Linked DNA regions of Columba livia: region 1 is linked to region 2. Evidence: chromatin contacts called from public Hi-C data. All regions are on one chromosome and are shown on one strand. The core of a region is the stretch at or near the end of the contact, and the rest is flanking DNA. Distances in the headings are between cores, read along the strand shown.

Region 1 (3,630 bases), core at 1,097-3,596, 53 kb before region 2:
AATGAACACTTAGGTAGAGATTTGCTATTCAGATTTTCACATTCTCATGCACAGATTAACAAATCACACGATTGTTAGGAACAGCTGGATTAGCAGTGACAATTCACACTCTCTACAGATCTGTTCAATAATGGGGATTATTGTTTGTTACGTTGTAGCTGCACTCTGGAACTTCTGGTTTGAGAATAAAACGAAGTCTACAGACCTGCCAGAACCACACGATCTGCCTGCTGGTCCTGGTGTAGTGGCGGTAGATGGTGTGGCGCTGCCAGTCGTTCAGATCGATCTCCTGCATGCCACACAGAAGCACCTGCAGGGAGAAAAAGGAAAATGAGCGTGTGAGTACAAGCCCTGACTTTCCTTCTGTGACTTCCCACAGAGCAACACAGAGCATCAGCTGCATCCATACTTGGAAGCATCTGCGATGACAGTACACTTGTTTTTGATTTTAAACTTGATCTAAAATTTCTACGACAAAGAATGATGACTGCTCGTGAAGTGTATTTGGAGAGGCCACCAACCAGAAAGCACCTCTGTCATGAAAAATAGAGTCACTGGTTGCATTTAGACATTCGAGCCAGGAACAGTTTCTCATTGCCCGGCCACAAAATTCTTCCCTAGGAACAGGCTTTGGGTTTGTTTTTGCTTTTTTAAATTGAACAGATGTTTCAGAAAATGTAACTTTGAGAGATCAAATCCATCTTGAACCCGGTCCAGTTTACACAGGACCATCCATTGCGTATCTAGTTTGCTCTCCCTTTCTGACAAATTACTCATTCCTTGAGCACAACAAATCAAATCAAAATGTGATGTGTAACCACCTGGATCGAGCTACAACCAAACAGTCCTTTACCTCCAGTTCCTTAGCATCAAAATACTGCAAATACTGTTGTGGCAGAATTTCATTGAAGCCTTCAAAGAAAGCCTGTGTCTGCTCCTCAACACCTCGGGAAAGTCTCCACTCCGCTACCAGCCTGGAAAAGAAGATACAAAAGGATAATTCAAACGGCCTGTGTCAAGCCACGAGCTGAAAAAAATATGGAAAGTCTGGAAAGTTCTGGGGATAGAGCATTGTATAATTTTATTAGTAACTTTTACTCTGTGCAAACTGTTTTGTTTCTTCTTAGTGTTAAAACCCTACGTTTCCAGCCATTCTGCTACAGACTCCAAAAGGACGCAGCATCTATTCACTGATCGTATTAATGAGAGCACAGCAGTCCCTGGGTATTTGAATAAAGCGCAGAGCTATCTCTGTCTAATATTCTCCCCAGAAATCTCAGTCATTATCCATGAAAAGGTAAAAACTGGGTCAAGTTGTACTGGTGAAGATAAGTAGGACTGCAGGCTTACCGAGAAATCACTATGCCCATTTGGAAAGTTCCACATTTGTTTCTGTTAATCATGGAACTTTGCTCTGTGGCAGAAACTCCACTTGCCATTAACAAAAGGGTGAAAAGCAGGCAGGAGACCTGAAGAACCTGAACCCAGGGAGAAGCAGATATTAAGCTGAATTCAAGCCTAACCTGGCAAGAGAACTGGAGGCTAAAGTAGGTTTGGTTGTCTTCTGATTTCAATCCCAGAAACTTGGGGGACTTAAAGCAAGACTCAGAGTAAGACAAAAGAATAGGAGTGAAACTGGAATCTGAGCTCTCCCTGGGTTCCTAGAAACTAGAACAGAACGGTTTGCTGCAGATCCTCCCTGTTTTCCACTCCAATATTAATACTTTGCAAAATGCCAGTATGTTTCTTCTGCAAATACTCTCTTTTCTGTGAATCACTGGAATGTCTTCAGGTTATCCACGCGATGAAAACAACAGCCACTGCCCTCTCCCTCGCCCCTGGCTGTGAAAGAAGCCTTCAAAGAACACAGTGTAAGGAAGAGAAGAAAATTCTACTGTGATTCAGTTTATTTTGTGCCAACAATGTGGGACTGTTTGGTTTTTTGTGGTTTGTTTTTTTGCAAGCACATGCTTGTACGTTGAAGCACAAGCACAAGCACATACGTTGTAGTTCATAAGCAGAGCGTATGTACTGCTGCACGTTGGGGAAGAAAGGGCTATTTCAGGACAAAGCAAGTCACTGCTCATGTTTTCATTCTTTAATCCTCTGAGGCTCCTTCTCTCTTAACCTACTGCTTTAAAACATCCTGGTACTGCAGACAAAATCCTTTATGACGGTACAACATCATAACACTGTCCTGTTAGAAGTGTTAAGACCTAATTATATTATACTATCACACCATTTTGGATAAAACTAGTAGTGAGCCTGTGTATCTTTAAAAAACAGGAATTATCACAAAAGCATCCAAAACTGTCGGGTTTAAAAAAGCCGCAGCCATAAGTGGCTGGGCAGAGTATCAGCAGGCTGTGAAGCAATACAATTCAATAATGCAGGCGATGATTTAACGAAATACCTGACGCTCACATTAGTTGTCATGATGTTCTGCTAAACTTAAGTATCTCTAAGAAGAAAGCGGACCTTCCACTAACTAATCTCTGGGAAAAGTGGATTTTAAAACCTTATTTCTGTCAATATTATCCTTTCAAATATGATATCCAAACAATTGCCACTTGTTGCCCACATGAGCAACTACTCCGGGACAGAATTTCAACAATGTTTCACATGATATAGCTTGACAATGTTTTCTTGCTAAAACCAAAGAACGGAAATGACGCCAATAAGAGTATTTTAAAATCTCCATTTATTCTTACCTGATATATTCTTCTTTGTTTTCTTCTGTGACCAGAATGTTGCTACCATTTGGCTTCAAATCGTGGCTTTTGATTTCACCCAGAATTTCTTTATCAACTGAGAAAAACATTTCCAAGCCACATTCTTCAATGTTATTCTCTCTGTAAAGAAAAAAAATGACATTTTAAATAACTGTGTCAACACCTACTCAGTAGAGATAGGTATGAAGAACCTTAAGAAAGAAAGTTTGGAGCTAAATAAGCCAGAGAAGGAACTGTTCCTTACACAATAATGATGGTTTTGCAAGAAGTAGTGACTCATTTTACCAACACTCATATGAGAATTGTGCTCCTGATCGGAAGTTTTTGATGGGTAGCACCCTTAGATTTACCAGTCACAAGGCTGACAAACCACCTGCTGACTGATCTGTGGAATGTCTATGGAACACTGAAACCTTTCCAGCAATGACATTTTTGCACATTTAACTGCACAATCGCTGCTTCTAACAGATCATGTAAAGGCTGTGTTAAAATGTAGCTGCCACTTTGGCAGAAAAGAAGCAACTAAGAAAGACTTTGCATGCTCTAATGAATTATCTTCAACTCCAGTGTGTTTATAGGGCTATCTTGTAAGCATAGTCCCACTGGCCACACTACTCCTGATACAAGCCAGGATGCTGGTGGCCTTTCTGGCCACTGGGCACACACTGGCTCATGTTCAGCCGCTGTCACCAACACCCCCAGGTCCTTTTCCGTAGACCTGCTTCCTGGCATAAGTGAAAATCAAAACCATTGTGTTGCTATTTCAAGAACAAAATCTAGTCAAACTCACTTTACCCAGATGAGAGAGTTGTAAAACTCTGGGTCAACAGATTCTAAATCCTTGAGTCCCACTGGCTTGTTCAAGATACGTTTATAGAACGGCAGAGAGAAACCAGTG
Region 2 (3,422 bases), core at 393-2,892:
TTTGCTGCAAGAAAAGAGAAAATAATTTAAATGTGCTTTTTCAAAACAGATTTTTTTAAGCATTCAGATCCTCAGAATTGAAGACAGCTTGCAGTTCATGTTTCATTCGTGAACACCTATGCCTTTTCAGGTAAATAAAAGCAAGCAATAGCTGGATATACTGTGATTCTCTTGAAAGAGACTGCCTCCTTGCAAATATCAGTCTGGATTTCTCTCCTTTTCTCCTTGAAAAGGATGAGTGGAAGAGTAGCAGAGACCAAACAAAACAATGAGAAACTCACTAAAGCAAGCAATAATATATTTGGAAAAGTAGTCCTAAAACACCCTGGTTTCTCATCTTTTCAATTCTAATTAAGCTATAAAGACAGGTTTTGCTGGGGATATTTTCTGAAACGTCAAGTGTAAAGGATGCTACATAAATGACAACAGATAACCCAAATGCCACACCGTCCTTCTCTCCGCATCACACATAGATCTGAAGTTCTTTTGCCAATTAACATGACAAATTAGAGCTATGCAAACAAGCTGAATTCTTGGCTATCATAACCAATTAGATGAATGCACCCTCCAACACTCTCTTCTGCTTTTATCTGGATACTATTGCCACACAAGGTCAAAGACAAACCTAACTGGAAGCGGGAGGGTTAACAGCTAAAACTTGTCCATGTTTCCAAAATAAAGCGGTGGCACCAGCTGCCATTCTGCCGTGTTTACAAGAGGGAACACAGCTGAGTATAAACCTCCAGCTAGAGCCGTGCTTTATCGCTAGGAAACAGGACTCCCAGGCACGGCTGTCCCCTGACAAGCCGAAGGCAGCGAACCCGCAGCCGGCCCTGAAGGAGCCCCCGGGCGGGGGGGACGCGGGGGCCAAACACGAGGTGCCGTGCCACGGAACGCCTGCCGGAAAGCAAAGCGAATCCCCAAGGCCCCAAGAGGAAGGAGGTTTAGAGGCTAATCCCGGCGACGAGGAGCCTGGAAAGGATGGCGGGGCCGCCCGGGGAGGGGAAGCCAGAACCGCTGGGGACAACCGGAGCGAGCGATACAGAGCTGGGGACAACGGGGTCCCCAGCCCGGACTCCGGGCAGGTGTCCCCTCCAGGCGGAGCGGGGAAAGGGCTCGGCAGCGCGGGTCGGCACAGCCGGAGAAGGGGCGGCGGGGGCGGGCAGCCCTCGCAGGGGAGCGCTGGGGTCCCGGGACCGCCGCCCCGTCCCCGGGAAAGGCGCGATGCTGCCCCCCAGCCGGGCCACTGGCCCAAGGGCTGCCCCGCCCGGGGAGGCAGCGCGGCGCGGAGGACTCCCTCAGCGAGGGCAAGAACCCCTCCCGAAGCCAGGCCTACGCCCGCCGGGGTCCCCGCGCCCCCGCCGCTGTGCCACGGCCGCCGGGAGCTGAGAGCGGCGAGGCCGCCGTGCCGCGCCCCACCGCCCCGCAGGGTCCCGTTCCCACCGCTCCCGCCGCCTCCGCTTCCCCCTTTCTGCCCCGCCCGCGGCGCGGACCCCCGCTCCCCTCACCGGGCACGGCGGCGCGGCGGCTGCTCCGTCCCTCGGCCAAGATGGCAGCCGGTCCCGGCCCAACCTGAGGCAGCGACTTTACAAAGTCGGGCGGGATCTGCGCGTGCGCCGAGTCACTCGGCGCCCTCAGGCGCGGTGACTACAAGTCCCGGCGTGCCCCGCGCCAGCGCCACGCATGCTCAGAGCGGCCTGAGGGGCCTCTGCTGACCGGGGCGGGTTTCGCCTCCGTTCGGGTCGTGGCTCGGTTTTGTGTCCCCGGGCTTTGGCGCTCGGCTCCCGGGAACGCTTCGCAATGGTGCTCGATTCCTCGGCCGCTGCTGGTGAGGCTGCCCTGAGCAGCAGGGAGGCGTTTGGGCCTGCTCGTCCCCTCAGCACTCACACCAACCCCCTGGGCCAGGTCCCTGGGAAGAATTACAGAATCGCTTTGGTTGGAAAAGAGCTTTAAGATCATCGAGTCCAACTGCTAACACTGTGAAGTCCACCTCTAAATCATGTCCTTAAGAACCTCATCTACAGCAGGATGAGTCCAGCATGTGCATGGTCCTTAAGATGCTGAAGGGAGTGGAGCATCTCCCGTGTGAGGAAAGGCTGAGGGAGCTGGGGCTCTGGAGCTGGACAAAAGGAGACTGAGGGGGGACTCATTCATGGGGATCAATATGGAAAGGGGGAGTGTCAGGAGGATGGAGCCAGGCTCTTCTGGTGACAACCAGTGACAGGACAAGGGGCAATGGGTGCAAACTGGAACACAAGAGGTTCCACTTAAAGGTGAGAAGAAACTTGTTCCCGGTGAGGGTGGCAGAGCCTGGCCCAGGCTGCCCAGGGGGATTGTGGAGTCTCCTTCTGTGCAGACATTCCAACCCGCCTGGACACCTTCCTGTGTAACCTCATCTGGGTGTTCCTGCTCCATGGGGGGATTGCACTGGATGAGCTTTCCAGGGCCCTTCCAACCCCTCACATTCTGGGATTCTGTGATGTCCATTTAAACATATCAAATGGGTGAAAGAACCTCATCAAGACCCACTTTGGACTCCCAGCTGAATGGACCCTGATGTGATGAGTGGGTGAGGATGAGGAGGGCAGCATCACACCTTCACAACACTCCAGCCTCCCTCCTCCACTACCTGTCTGCTTCCTGCCCTTCAGAAGAAGGTTGGTGGCATCTTCCTGCACCCAAGGCATCCCTTAGCACTTTCCTCATGGATACAAACAATATACAAGCTATGTGTATATACACACACACGCATAGAGTATGTATATGTGTGTTTGTATATGTATATGTACACTACAATACAGATAACTGATCATCAAAGCAAACCTGTGGGCTGGGCTAATGCTCCTCTGAAATTACAAGAATGCCATTAACGAACCTCTGGCCATCCATGGTGCTGGGTTATCACAGTAACACTAATAACTTCAAATTTTGAATAGGACAAAGGGACATACTGGTTAATCTGTTTCTACCAGTCAAGCAAGTGGGACATCACTGGTAGCAGTGTGGGCTTTGTGACACACAGGCAAGGTTTTACAGTTCTGATGTAACCACTGCAGATACTTAAGCTATAACCTTTATATAAAACCTTTCTTGTTTCAACAGTATTTTTTCTTAATCAGAATGTGCTATTGCATAAGCGAATACATAGAGATCACAATGCACCTCCTCTTTTGACAGTGAAGAATGAGAGTTCAGTTTCCATGCACTGAAATCAGAGAAAAGATTCCTTAATTTTCAAAGACTAGGAGAACATCCTCGTTAATTTTTCAGGAAAATCACATATTTCCTAAGTGCAAAGTTTAGCATTTTGATACAACTATTAGGGATGTGAAAATCCGTCTTGTCTTCCCTACTTCACACATTAATGAGAAAGGTCCCCCAGGTACGATGAAGTGAGCAATTTGCATTGACGAGGCCTACGC

What was found. A called contact is a pair of places that touch in the nucleus more often than the background predicts.
Region 1: a contact with region 2 is called in a Hi-C map of crop, with 1.5 times the contacts expected there. The contact joins the enhancer-like site here to the promoter of ITCH in region 2. A contact is called at or near these places in 2 of 2 Hi-C or Micro-C datasets (crop and liver).

What each region holds. Positions count from the first base shown.
Region 1 is chr16:13,487,082-13,490,711 of bColLiv1.pat.W.v2, reverse strand. It overlaps ITCH (itchy E3 ubiquitin protein ligase), which reads right to left. Exons shown (of 24, transcript XM_065032584.1): 18 at 3,523-3,630; 19 at 2,712-2,852; 20 at 854-974; 21 at 206-310. Among named protein-coding and RNA genes, the nearest start is that of DYNLRB1, 9.9 kb to the left of the region's middle. Within about 2 kb of position 2,346, at least 1 of the 3 cell types and tissues checked has an H3K27ac peak away from gene starts, as active enhancers do.
Region 2 is chr16:13,434,044-13,437,465 of bColLiv1.pat.W.v2, reverse strand. ITCH (itchy E3 ubiquitin protein ligase) reads right to left here and starts at 1,642. Exons shown (of 24, transcript XM_065032584.1): 1 at 1,509-1,642.